Linked DNA regions of Mus musculus: region 1 is linked to region 2. Evidence: chromatin contacts called from public HiChIP or PLAC-seq data. All regions are on one chromosome and are shown on one strand. Each heading gives the region's core, a stretch centred on a gene start, on an enhancer-like site or on the middle of the called end of the contact. The rest is flanking DNA. Distances are from core to core; before and after follow the strand shown.

Region 1 (6,497 bases), core at 1,114-3,613, 340 kb before region 2:
CTACATAGTGAGTTCTAGGTTAGCTTGGACTCTTTACAGTTCTCTTTACAGCTCTTTCTATCATAGTAATGGGTAGAAACATTTTCAACTGGGACTTTTACGTTTTATACTTGTAATTACATTTTAAGAATAAAAGCAAAGAGTAACCTCTATCTCTGCTTAGCCCCTCTTCAACTCTCCACTGGAATGCCATGTCGTGCAGAACTCCTTCCTTGCCATCTATGGTTTGGCAGTAGGGGGGAGGGATGGGGGAGGGAGTATTTTCCTCAAATAAACCCTGCATTCCTTTATGAGCAATCCTCAGAGCCATTAACATATGGAAATGTTTCTCCTACATTTGCAGAAATTTCTTTTGGTGGCAAAGACAAGCTGATCTAATGTGAAACTCTTTTTATAGTCTTTACTTATTGCTTAGTGTGAACATTCATATTCCAATGGAGAAATAATAGTGGCTGTAACTAAGGGGTACTGCCTGGACTACTCTGGCTATTAGAGTATGCTTATAGAGTATGCATATGATTTTTAAAATCAAGACGTTTCTAGCTTACAAGCCACATTTGGCCCCAACGTGTTTCAAACAAGAAACACTGAACTTATTTTACGTTATTCATAAAATTCACCGTATTGTGCTATGAACATTTTTTTTTTTCTTTTACAGTGCTGCAATCCAATCCAGGGCCTTGAGACTACCAGGTAAACTACCACTAAGTCACACCACTGGCAGTACCATTTATTCATTTTATGTAGTTTGTATGATGCCTTGCATAGAAAAGATACACAATAAATTCTTCCTGAGTGAGAGGTCAAGGAATTAGCTAAGAAGAAAAAAAAAAGGTTAATGGTTTGGAAATGACCACCAACTGCTACTTCCTTCTCTGACTCTCAAAGCCCTAAAAATAGCTGCTGCCAACTGAAGGCAAGCAATATAGCTGATGTCTTTGCTCTGAACAAAAATAGCTCAGTGGTCTTACATTGGGCACTCACACATAACTTTTGCCAAGCAGGAAGCATAGCAGGCGTATTCATACCTGAGATTATATGCACAGTTTCACAGGACCCCTTGATGCTGATGCTCTGTGCCCAGAAGTTTTGTTGGCTGTAAAGCAGCAACCAGAGTGGTCATAGGGTCCTCTCAGGGGGATTTCTAACAAGGGAGGGGCAGTAACAGTTGCCCACACTCTGGTCAGATGCAAGCCTTGGGAGTTTTTCACTCCTGCCTACTGTTCCCAGAGTAGAGTTAGTTCACTGTTCTCCTTCAGTGTGCTCTGTCCAACCTAACAGACTTCTTTCATCCAAAAGAGGCAGTAAGGAAGGACCTCGAGGGGGGTGTCCCGATGGGGGGAAAAAGAGGAAGGGAGGAGGAAGAGGAGAGAAAAAAAAAGGTCCCAGAATTCTGCAAAGCAGCCGCAGCAACTGTTCAAAAGCCAGAATGCCTGACTTGTGAGTAAAGTGAATAAAATAGCGATAAGGGAGTAGGGTGATAACTGGCTAGCAAAGGACTGGATTAAAGTCGGAAACCTCTTAAATAAATGCAAGCTCTCATGAGTGACAGAGGCCTTGGGGAGAATGAGTTATATCAGTGGGCAGTTTCCACCGTTCTCTGGGCTGCTCTCTGTTTACCTGGTAACACAGGATGGTTTGCTGCACCAGCCTCGCGTACCCGTCCAGGCGGACCCCAGAATTGCTCCTGCTCCGCATCTCGCCCAAGCTCATGGGCCACGGAGCTGGACCTGCCCGCTGGTGTCCGCCAAAGTTGCCGCCTCCAAGCTGACCTGGTCCTCAAAACATTCAGCGTCAATGAGTTTCTTCAAAGGGGGCCGAGAGGAAGAGTTTTCAAACTGAGAGACCCAAAGTATGACTTGCAAGGCGAGCCAACCAGAGTGTCGCGCCGCTGGGCGGTGCGGGGGAGGAGACGGGGGTGGCGCTATCGCGGCCCGGCTTCCTCCCGGTCAGCAGCTGCCCCGAGGGTTTCTAGTCCCACCACCATGCTCGACAGAACCTAGACTGGGCACTAGGCTGGAGAAAGGCCTTGGCGGTACCCCTCTGTTTTGGGAGGCGGCTCCGGGTTGCTTGGGAGCTCACCTAAGCTTTACTAGGCTCCGCCCCCCTCGTGGGGCGGACTCTCCAAGTCTCCGCCTAAAGGGAGAGGGTCTACAGAGGAAGGCCGCTGGGAGCGGCGGGGAGCTGGGCTCTTAACGGAAATTCAGTTTTTTTTATTGACTTTGCTCCTACCTCAACCTGCTTCCAACCGCGGCTGAGGCTAAAGGAGCAGAGTCCTTCGGTCGCGGCCCCCGGGGTACGGAGGCCACCCCTCACGCCGGCCCGAACCAAGAAGCGGAACCCGTGCAGTCCCGCCCGGAAGGAACGCGTTGGGGGGGCGGTACCGATCTGCTCGCAGCTCCGCCCCCAGTCCGCCTCCTCCGTGGGGTTTGGAGCCCTCCTTGTCATGGCCTGACCAGGAAGGAAAATGGGGCAGCCCGCAGGAGTATGGAGAACTTGGATGGAAGCAGAGAACAAGTCGGCTTTCTGGGTCGGCAATGACAAGGTCTCCTGAGCGGAGCCGCCAAACCCACCGGAGACTAGAAAGAGGCTGGGCCGCCTGGGCATCCTTCGGATGACCGGCCGTCATAGCCCCGCCCTGTCCTGGGCCTCACCTGAGGACAGAGTCCCCATAGTGGAGCTCAGCACTGAAAGCAAGAAAGGGAGGCCTGAGTACTGTCCTCCACATACACTCCTGGTACCCGTGGCTCCTGGCCTTAGCTCCTGGGAGAATTTTGCAGTTCATTTATAATAGTATATTTTGAAATTTGGCATCCCATTAGTTGTCAAGGTTGCTAACCACAGGCCGCATTCTTTGATCCTGTCTTCATTGTCCATCAAAATCTGGCCCACAAATAAATTTGACTGGGCAGCTGTTCTAATGTAATTGCTTCCACAAGCACTTTGTTATTCTCCACTTTGACCCATTTCATTGTCTAAAACTTACCTTTGCCTTAAAGACTAGGTCAGCCCACTCATTAGCGTTTCCAATTTTCTGGATTCCTATAGCAGTTTCCTCAGTAAAGATGGGGCAACGAGTCAGTTCGAACTGCACTTTATTCCATTTCTGATTTATATAGACATTTGTGTTACTGTTTCAGTTGTTTGACTTTTACTGTTTTTATCTGTTGGGGTAAACCTCATGCCTTGTAATGTGACAAGGTCAAGTGCGTGTAGCACATACTTGACTCAGAGTGGCACTTAAACCAGAGCTATTTTCAGCACCATTTGGAAATAGTGTATTGTTTACATTTTAACTGAGGCATACTTTTCTAACTGGATTATGAGATGCTTATGAAATAGCTTGGTATCTCCCACCACACCTGGCACAGAGTTGATTGTACATGTGTCTAGGGCTCAATGTTGATGGACTGAAAATGAGTCCTGCTTATTTGACTCCCCTTATAGTTAGTCTTTAACTAAAGCACCCAACCCCTATCAGCCCACATACTTTTTCTCTGAGACAGAGTCTTGTCATGTAGCCTAGGCTGCTCTCAACTATATTATGTATCCAAGACTATTCCTCAAACTCACAGCAATACTTCTTTCCTCGGCATCCAAAGTGTTGGGATTCTGAGTACGTGCCACCACACCCAGCTCGAGTACTTTTCAACATTCTTTTCAAGCCTTGGTGCATGTATATGTTTTACATTGGGCAGTTCCCCTCATATCTTCTTACCATTCTTTTCTCAACTCATTATTTGTTTTAATAATGGCACTGAAGTTATGAAACAGTGCACAATGTACTTCCATGTAGGAGTTGCTGTGGCCTAGGGAGTAAGATTAAGCATTCAATTACCATAATTGAATCCCTTTAGTAATCTTTCTATGTACCTTTCCTGGAGATTTCATATATTCTTCTGTATTTAAAAGGTGGCATCATTGCTTATTTTTAGGATGGCTTGTGTTCTCATTGGAAGCTTAAGACTCTGTCTTAGAGGACAGCATGCAAAGTGGAAATATCATGTCTTTTGAACCTAAAGTACCCTGTCTCTGAATTGGGAGGGTCCATTCTTAATCAACTTGAAAAAACTAACCAGTTAACCAAATTAAACTATTTCTGTAATAATTTAGTTTAGATGACCTGGAATCATTTTACTTTCCCATTACCATAGTGTAAAAGAATGTTAAATTTGTCTCTGCTCCAACTTCTTGCAGCTATATAAGATTGAGAGTCAAGGAGAGGACATACCAGGGACTATAAGGGTTTCTTCATAGTGAAGAACGTATCTATTAAATATATTTTAAAAGCATATATTTTAAAGCCAGGAATGGCGATACTTGTAATCCCATCTTTGTGGATACTGAATCAGGAAGGTCCTGAATTTGAGGCAAGCCAGCCAGGGTTACAAGGCTATATAGCTATCTAGGTAAACATGATAAAAATACACTATATGGAATTCTCAAATAATTAATAAAATATTATTTTAAAGGCTATATATTTGTGATAGTTTGTATATTCTTGGACCAGGGGGTGGCACCATTTGGAGGTGTGGCCTTGTTGAAATAGGTGTGACCTGGTTGGAGTAGGTGTGTCATTGTGGGTGTGGGCTTAATACTCTCACCCTAGGTGCCTGGAAGTCAGTCTTCCACTAGCAGCCTTTGGATGAAGACATAGAATTCTCAGCTCTGCCTGGGCCATGCCTGCCTGGATGCTGCCACACTCCCACCTTGATAATAATGGACTGAACCTCTGAACCTGTAAGCCAACCCCAATTAAATGTTGTTTGTTTTTTTTTTTTTTATAAGATTTGCTTTGGTCATGGTGTCTGTTCACAGCAGTAAAACCCTGAATAATACAATATTCCATATGAATATATATTTAAATTTTATATGCTCTGATTTCTTGATGTTATATCTGGAAACTGAGGTGAGAAATAAATGAATATATTCCTAAGAATTTTTGACCCAATTTTGTTCCTTTTTTAAAAAAAATCTTTTTTATGCACATGAGTATTTTGCCTGCATGTATGTATGTCTACTGTGTTCGTGTCTGGTGCCTGTGGAAGTCAGAAGAGGCTGTCAGATCCCCTGGAATTTGAGTTATAGATGGTTGTGAGCTACCATGTGGGTCCTGAAACCAAACCCAGGTCCTCTGCAAGAGCAACAAGTTCTCTTAACTTCTGAGACATGTCTCTGGTCCCAATAGTATGTTTTTATTGTACTTACTCAGCTTCTCCTGGTTTCTGTCCCTCAGACCCCAAGGAGGAGATGAGATAGAGATAAACTGAATCATCTTTTCTTGCTATTATGAAGACAAAAGTCACACCAAACAAGTCTGCTTGGTGAGTATGCCATTCAGTAAATTAACTCTCCATTGAAATACCCTTCAAATAACACACCTTCCTCCAAGGTGACCTTGTTAGATACAAGCCAGCTCACCGAGTGGAACAGTTTGCGTCATTTCATTAAAGGCACAGCTCATTAAAGGCAGCAAAGTTCCTATGATTCAATGATTCTAGAGAATTCTGGGGGAAATTTCTCCAGTGCATTGAGGAAACACTTCAGATGCCGGGCACTGCTTCGACATTTCCTGAAGAATAGTAGCTCCTCTGTCTTCCTTAAAACAGTCTCCAATTTTAAAACCAGAGGAGGTTACTCCTCAGGAACATTCTGTCTCCGTCTTGTCATGTTATTTCTCTGAATTTACAAACCAACAAATAGCCAAGAGAATTTAGCTTAAGGACCGGACAAGGGCCCTAATACAAAAGGTAAGGAAGGTGGGAACTGAAGGACTTTTGACTGTGCTTTTTAGGTGTACTCTGGTATGTACGTTACTTTGGGAGGTTGATTTCCAAGGTTTCATCCCTCCCCCCTTACCCCCACCCTCAAATCAAAAGTGTCTCATCACCTTTCCAATCAATGGCTTCTTTGTGGGAGCTGAGACGCTGGGAAAGAAAGATTGCTCAGACAGTTCTCATCTGGGGGAAGGCTGCTTTCCCCAGTTGTGGCTTCCAAATGCTAACTAGCAGATGGCACTTAGTTAGGACCTAACAAAAGGATTTTGAAATGTTCCTATTAAACATACTATGCTTGAGACACCATGAGAAACAATATAGACCCTCTAGGACTAGGAACAATCAGAGTTCGATATATATTATTATGTACAAAGCCTCTTGAATCTTGTTTTCATTCTCCTGAAAACCCACTGCTGGAGACTGAGGAAGCAGACATTTGGATGGGGTCTGAACATTTCATACATTTCCTACAGGTCAGTGGCAACACACGTTAAAGAGTATCTCTTGAAAGAGTAAGATAAGATAGACAATAGCCCTTGGAAACCACTGTCACGAAGCAGGACAAGCCATTCTCTAATGCCACAGTCCAAATCTTCAGAGGGTATGTTCCACCATTCCATGCCACGCTGCCAGGGGGTAGGGTTGGAGAAAAAGAATGCAAACCAAACTTAAAGGACTTAACTGCAAATTGATTTTTATTGGTTTTTAACAGTTTTGTCA
Region 2 (7,116 bases), core at 4,137-6,636:
CAGAGATTAAGATCACTGGCTACTCTCCTGGAAGACTCAGGTTTGAATCCCACATAATGGCTCACAACTGTCTGTCTCCAGTCCCAGGAGATTTAACACTCTGTTCTGGCTTCAAGCATGCATGCAATGCACAGATAAACATATACGCAGGCAAAACACCCATACACATAAATAAAATTAATTTAATTTAAAAAAAAAATTCTTGACTTATTTCTAAGTATGTGGTCAGCAATGCTATAGAGAAAAACCTGCAGAATATGGCTGAATCACTAAACCATAGTACATTATAACTGATATATACAGAGCCATTCAACAGAGCAGCAGGAGGCCTTGTTTGGAATGTATGAGGTCCTGGATTCTATCCCCAGAATCAAATATAAATATATTTGATATGTATATTACATTTTGACTCCTGGAGCAAGGAAATGAACAATCAGGATTAGAAAAAAGAAAAATGGTGTGTTGGCTATAATTTTAAAAGGGAAATAAACTGAAGTCAGAAACAGCAAACACAGGGTCCTTAGAAATCCAGATACATATCTGACAAACATGTCCTAAACCCACATGCAGCCTCACTCTGCACTGGTGAAGCATCACAAGCATCCCAGTGTTCAAGGCTAACATGCTATTGATTGCAAATAGGAAAATCCATCTGCCTGTTTGTTTTTTAATATAAAAAGTAGGGGCTGGAGATGTGGCTAACAGGTGGAGTACTTGCCTGACATTCATGAACCCCCCCCCCCCCGGTGTTCCTTGCAAGATACAAACATATAGGAACATATTATTGCTTTATTAATTAAATCTCTCTGTGTGTCTCTCTCTCTGTCTCTCTCTCTGTCTCTCTCTCTGTCTCTCTCTGTCTCTCTCTCTCTCTCTCTCTCTGTGTGTGTGTGTGTGTGTGTGTGTGTGTGTGTGTTGCTGAGAATGAAAGCTAGGGTATCATGCAAACTAGGAGAGCACTCTACCACTGAAGTATACACCTAACCCTGAATTAGTGCGCTTCAGAGAACTGCAATCGACAAGATTGTTGTAAAGAGAGTTTACTTGAAGATTTGCTGGCAGCCACCCTCTGTACAGTTGAAACCTCCCTCGCCATTCCTTTGCCCAGAAGAACTATTTGACATTTATTCTATCCTGCACTATACATTCTATGATGTCCACTTAGTTGTGCTTCTTCATTATGATACAAATTCAAGATATCTTATGTTACCTGAGGAGAGGAGTCAAATCAAGATAATGTATGCACACACTGTTTTGAATAAAACTCTTCTGGACTTTTATCCCTTCTGTACTTACATGGTAGCTACTGTCTCACACCAAGAGCACCATCAAGAATCCACCTACATGGGTCCCTTCAGGGTGGCCCCACAGCAGTAGTCAAATTGGGAGTGAAGTTTCCATGACTACTGCGGTGTGAACACTCAAGGGAACTATTGACATATGATGTATGTCTGCTTGGGCTCTACAGTGATAGTGATGAATAGCTGTGACAAAGAGGCCATATGTGCCCAACACCCATGACACGGACTATACTAAACATTAGAAGAAAACTTCCTGACCACTACTATAAAAGAATTTTAATCTACAATTTTGGGTAGAAAATTCATTTCACATTGTGTGGTTTATTTGTTTGCTTGGGGTATTGATGTTTTCTTTTTTTTATTACATATTTTCCTCAATTACATTTCCAATGCTATCCCAAAAGTCCCCCATACCCTCCCCCCCACTTCCCTACCCACACATTCCCATTTTTTTTTTTTTTGGCCCTGGCGTTCCCCTGTACTGGGGCATATACAGTTTGCATGTTCAATGGGCCTCTCTTTCCAGTGATGGCCGACTAGGCTATCTTTTGATACATATGCAGCTAGAGTCAAGAGCTCCGGGGTACTGGTTAGTTCATAATGTTGTTCCACCTATAGGGTTGCAGATCCCTTTAGCTCCTTGGGTACTTTCTCTAGCTCCTCCATTGGGAGCCCTGTGATCCACTTTATTTTCAGTTTGTGTTTGGGTGTTTTGCCTGCCAGCCTTTGTACTATTTGCCTGCAGTACCAACCAAGGCCAGAAGAGGTCATGAGATCCTCTGGAACTGGAGTTTTAGCTGTTTGAAAGCTGTCATGCAGATGATGGGAGTTCAACTCGTGTCTTTTAGAAGAGCAGCAATTGTCCTTAACCTCTCCAGCCTGTTTGCTTGTTTTGAAGCAGAATCTCTAGCCCAACTGGCTTCAAAACTCCCTATGGAGACAAAAAGGCCGTTAACAGGCAGTTCCTGCTGCCTCTACCTCCTAAGTCTGGCACATTTGTATAGTTTATATATTTTATATTCATTTATTCATGGAGAGCATGTGTGCCAATGGCAAGCATGTAGAGGTCAGAGAACAACTTGTAAGAGTCAGTTCTCTCCTCACTCTATGCAGGTCCCAGAGACCAAACTCAGGGCCCTATTTTTGGTAGCAAGTGATGTGTTTATGAAAAGATAAAGAGGTAGGGGTTATGTTCTATGGGGGTGTAGTGAGGTATAGGGGAAGGGGATGTCTCAGCTGGCCCATGCCAAGGCATCCGTTCCCCCTGATGGACCGGCCACAAGACGGTATAGTATAGAATAGAGTTTATTCAGGTCATGGGGAGGGGAATTAAGAGGGTAGAGAGGCAGAGAAAGGCAGAGAGAAGGAGAGAGTAAAGAAGTAGAAGCCAAGCATACCATGACCACATGGAGGGAGGGTGAAGGGAGGGGGGAAGGGAAGAGCCCAAGAGAGCAAGAGAGAAACAAGAGAACAAGAGAGGGAGGAGGGGGCAAGCAGCCCCTTTTATAGTGGGTCAAGCCTACCTGGCTGTTGCCAGGTAACTGTGGGGTGGAGTTTATACAGAATGCTAACAGCAAGTGCCCTTCCATCAAACTGGCCCTCATACTTGCATAAGCTTTAAATACTTACATATAGCAAAAACATAGATATTTAAAATAAGGAAAGGAGAAGAGAAAGGTATAAAAATATATACTGTATAAATGAGCAAAGCTTATGTTTATACAATAGTTTTGTCATTTTATGCATTTTTATATCACTATAATACACACACATTTTTAATGAAGAATTTTTTCATGCAATATATTTAGATCATAGTTTCTCATCTTCCAATTCCTCCCAGATCCTCTCTCTCTTTCTTTCTCTCTCTCTCTCTCTCTCTCTAATTAGATATTTTTTATTTACATTTCAAATGTTATCCTCTTTCCTGGTTTCCCCTCTGAAAACCCCCTTATCCTCTTTCCCCTCTTCCTTCTCACCAACCCACCCACTCCCGCTTCCTGGTCCTGGCATTCCCCTATACTGGGGCATAGAACCGCCACAGGACCAAGGGCCTCTCCTCCCACTGATGACTGACAAGGCCATCTTCTGCTACATATGCAGCTAGACCATGAGTCCCACCATGTGTTTTCCTTGATTGGTGATTTAGTCACCAGGAGCTCTGGGGGTACTGGTTAGTTCATATTGTTGTTCCTCCTATGGGGCTGTAAACCCCTTCAGCTCCTTGGGTCCTTTCTCTAGCTCCTTCATTGGGGACCCTAAACTCTGTCCAATGGATGGCTGTGAGCCTCCACTTCTGTATTTGTCAGGCACTGCAGAGCCTCTCAGGAAACAGCTATCTCAGGCTCCTGTCAGCAAGCTCCTGTTGGCATCCGCAATAGTGTCTGGGTTTGGTGGTTGTATATGGGATGGATCCCCAGGTGGGGCAGTCTCTGGATGGTCATTCCTTCAGTCTCTGCTCCAGACTTTGTCTCTGTAACTCCTTCCATGGGTATTTTGTTCCCCCTTCTAAGAAGGATCGATGTATCCACACTTTGGTCTTCCTTCATCTTTTTTTTTTTTTTTAGATTTATTTATTTTTATTTATATGAGTACACTGTAGTTGTCTTCAGACACACACCAGAAGAGTGCATCAGATTCCATTACAGATGGTTGTGAGCCACCATGTGGTTGCTGGGAATTGAACTCAGGACCTCTGGAAGAACAGTCAGTATTCTTAACCTCTTAGCCATCTCTCCAGCCCCCTGGTCTTCCTTCTTCTTGAGTTTCATGTGGTCTGTGAATTGTATCTTGGGTACTTGGTTGTCTCTCTATCTTGGTCATGGAAGAGGCCCCAGCATAAAGAATAAAGCACTCTTTCCATTTACATACTATTTGAGTCCAGGGTATCATTCTTTGGTGAATCATGAACCGATACACCTTCAGCAGAACAATAGTATTTGCTTTTCTCCTAGGACCATGGCCTATCTAATCTTGAGTTCTTAGCTACCTTAACAGTGTCAGATCTGAGTACACACACACACACACACACACACACACACACACACACAGAGAGAGAGAGAGAGAGAGAGAGAGAGAGAGAGAGAGAGAGAGAGAGAGAGAGTCTTCCTCATCGTCGTTGTCATCATCATCATCTGGGTCTGTTTTGGTGAGAAGGCTATCCCACAGAAACTTAAACTACAATTTATTTTAAGCGACAATCTCCTAGCTCTCCTTTCCCCACAACCTCTGCTTCCCAGAGACTCCTCCCTCTACTTTAATTAGCCAGTCTCCTTCCACCCAGTGACCTCAGTCCAGTATCACACATGAACTGCCTCCAAGCCACATTCTCTTCCAACACGCCATCCCTCCATGACGTCACCAAAATGGCCTTGCTAAGACGGAAGTCCAACAATGTTATCTCTAGCTTAAAAAAAAAAAAAAAAGAAAAGAAACCAACAACAACTGGTTCTGCAGTGCTAAAACCCAAATTCCATAGTGACATAAAAACCATAGCTCTCATTTTAAAGGGAATAAGAGATAATTTATTCTGGAGCCATTTTGAATGACTGAAAATATAGATTTAGGTTACTTAAATTCCATGTTCCAACATGGAATCAGTTTCATGAAGTTTTCATAGTTTTACAGAACAAAGAAAGTCATAAATCGAGGTAAGTTTAAAATATATCGGTGGGTATATCAGAGAGGCAGGCACATGGAGATGGGGGAAGCTTCCTTTATAGGGCCTAAAATCTTACCTGATGCCCTTCTTAGCTCTTGGTAAGAGTTTGTGCTCCAAGTTAATGGCTTACTAAAATGATTTTTATTTATTATCATACGGTGCTAGTTCAGATAGAGTGGAGCAAGGAATGACTGTTCCAGAAGGTCAAAACTAGCCCAAGATTAGTAATTAATGTCTGCATCTACAAAATCCCAGTCTCTCCGCAGGACTAAAATTCCTATGGGTCCCTCAGGCCCCCCGCAGACAAACTCCCTCCAGGAGTGTCTTGTTCACACCGGAGAGCAGCTTCTCTTCAGGAACTTGTTCCCAATAGCATGGCAGGAAAAGGTCTCAGGATGTGACCTCAGCTTGCTTTCCCAGGCCCTTCTCTTCTGTGATCCTACTCCACCCAGCTCCTTCTCAAATCCCCTAATCTGCAGCTACTGAGAGCTGCTATTCTTTGAATCCTCCACACTTGGTCAGCTTTCAGTGAGCCTTTGCACAGCGCAGCATCTTTCCAGGGGTGATCTTTCCCCTCCCCCTTTCCACTGAATGTCTATGGTTCCTTAATCCCTAGCATAATTACCATTTTCTCAGTGAGTGTTCGTTCTCTAAACTCCTCAGGCAGAACAGGCTGCCCCTGCTGGGTCCTCATACCTTTGGGTAATTACTTATTGATGCTGTCTCTCTTCTGAACTGAGAGCAACCCTCACAGCCTGTGTGCTCAGAGCTGTCAGACTGTGCCTATAAGCACGTTCACTATCCTCTCGCCAGGGTCCAACTTATTATAAATGATCAGTAAGTGCTGTTGGATAAATAGAATAATTTCTTGAACCACAATCAGATTAGGAGCATATAACCCAGGGCTGGAGAGACAATTCAGTAGTTTAAAGTGCACACTACTCTTGTCAAGGAATGGAATTTAGTTCCCAGTGTCTGTGTCACAATTGTCTGCAGCTCCAGCCTAGGGGCTCTGACGTGCTCTTCATGTTCTCCAGACACCAAGTACGTGTGCAATTACTCATGCACAGACACAGACACACACACACACACACACAGAGAGAGAGAGAGAGAGAGAGAGAGAGAGAGAGAGAGAGAGAGAGAGAGGCACACAATTTAAAATAATAATAAAAATAAAATCTTTAAGGACACATAACCTTAAGTATGCCCGCAGAGAAGAGGCAATGAGGATCCAGCAGACAGAGTCCACTCCTGACCTTAACCCTGTGAGGATAGGTATGATGGTATGATGCTTTAATTGCCAATTTGATACAACCGAGAATCACTTGGAATGAGAGTCTCATTGAAAGACTGTCTGCACAGGGTTAGCCTGTAGACAGATATGTCTATGGGTGATTGTTAGTTAATTGATGTGAAAAGACCCAGCCCACCTGGGCAGCACCATTCCCAAGGCAGGAGGTCTGAACTGTATAGGAATGGAGAAACTGAGTTCAGGCCAGGTAAACAAGTAGGTATGTAGGAATTCATTTCTCTCTTCTCTCAGCTGGGGTGGGATGTGATGTGACTAAGCTATTTGAAGTTCCTGTCTTGACTTATCCACACTAATGGGTTAAAATTTGGGATAACATACAACACACACACACACACAGAGAGAGAGAGAGAGAGAGAGAGAGAGAGAGAGAGAGAGAGAGAGAGAGGGAGAGAGAGAGAGAGAGTTTCTCACAGCATCATAAATGAAACTAGAACAGGAAAATGCTAAGCCGTGAGTTCACTGGCCCCAGGGAAGTTACCATGGTAAGGGAGAGAGGGGGAGAGAGGAGAGAGAGGAGAGAGAGGAAGGAAGGAAGGAAGGAAGGAAGGAAGGAAGGAAGGAAGGAAGGAAGGAAGGAAGGAAGGAAGGAAGGAAGGAAGGGAAAAGAATCTCTGGGAGAAAGGTAGCCCAGCCTCTGGACTGGGAGGTTCAGGATTGGGGGTAGGATATTCCAGGTAGGGACTGAGGGATGCTGAAAGGACCTGGAGGTCAGGTCTGCTTTGGTGTATAAAATATGCACCTTAGCCGCTTGTCCTAAGGTCTGAAACAAAATAAAGGTATCTCCTCACAGCAATAGAATGGTGACTAAGACAAGTGTCCACTGTTATTTTTGTAATACTTTCTCC

What was found. HiChIP or PLAC-seq counts read pairs in DNA pulled down with a chosen protein or histone mark.
Region 1: a contact with region 2 is called in an H3K27ac HiChIP or PLAC-seq map of extraembryonic endoderm stem cells. The contact joins the promoter of Phka2 here to the enhancer-like site in region 2. A contact is called at or near these places in 11 of 39 promoter capture datasets (the 3T3-L1 cell line, 3T3-L1-derived adipocytes, cranial neural crest and 5 more), 9 of 115 datasets of contacts at active chromatin or transcription factors (astrocytes, embryonic stem cells, extraembryonic endoderm stem cells and 4 more) and 1 of 9 other capture datasets (adipose tissue).

The regions. Positions count from the first base shown.
Region 1 is chrX:160,498,028-160,504,524 of GRCm38.p6, reverse strand. It overlaps Phka2 (phosphorylase kinase alpha 2), which reads right to left and starts at 2,363. Exons shown (of 33, transcript NM_172783.4): 1 at 1,621-2,363. The coding sequence starts at 1,698. It overlaps Adgrg2 (adhesion G protein-coupled receptor G2), which reads right to left. Exons shown (of 28, transcript NM_178712.4): 28 at 6,449-6,497. It overlaps Gm15241 (a long non-coding RNA gene), which reads left to right and starts at 4,707. Exons shown (of 4, transcript XR_387097.4): 1 at 4,707-4,740; 2 at 5,237-5,324.
Region 2 is chrX:160,165,296-160,172,411 of GRCm38.p6, reverse strand. No RefSeq gene overlaps it. Among named protein-coding and RNA genes, the nearest start is that of Pdha1, 30 kb to the right of the region's middle. Within about 2 kb of position 5,386, at least 8 of the 459 cell types and tissues checked have an H3K27ac peak or open chromatin away from gene starts, as enhancers often do. A contact at or near this core is called in extraembryonic endoderm stem cells, where this site is marked.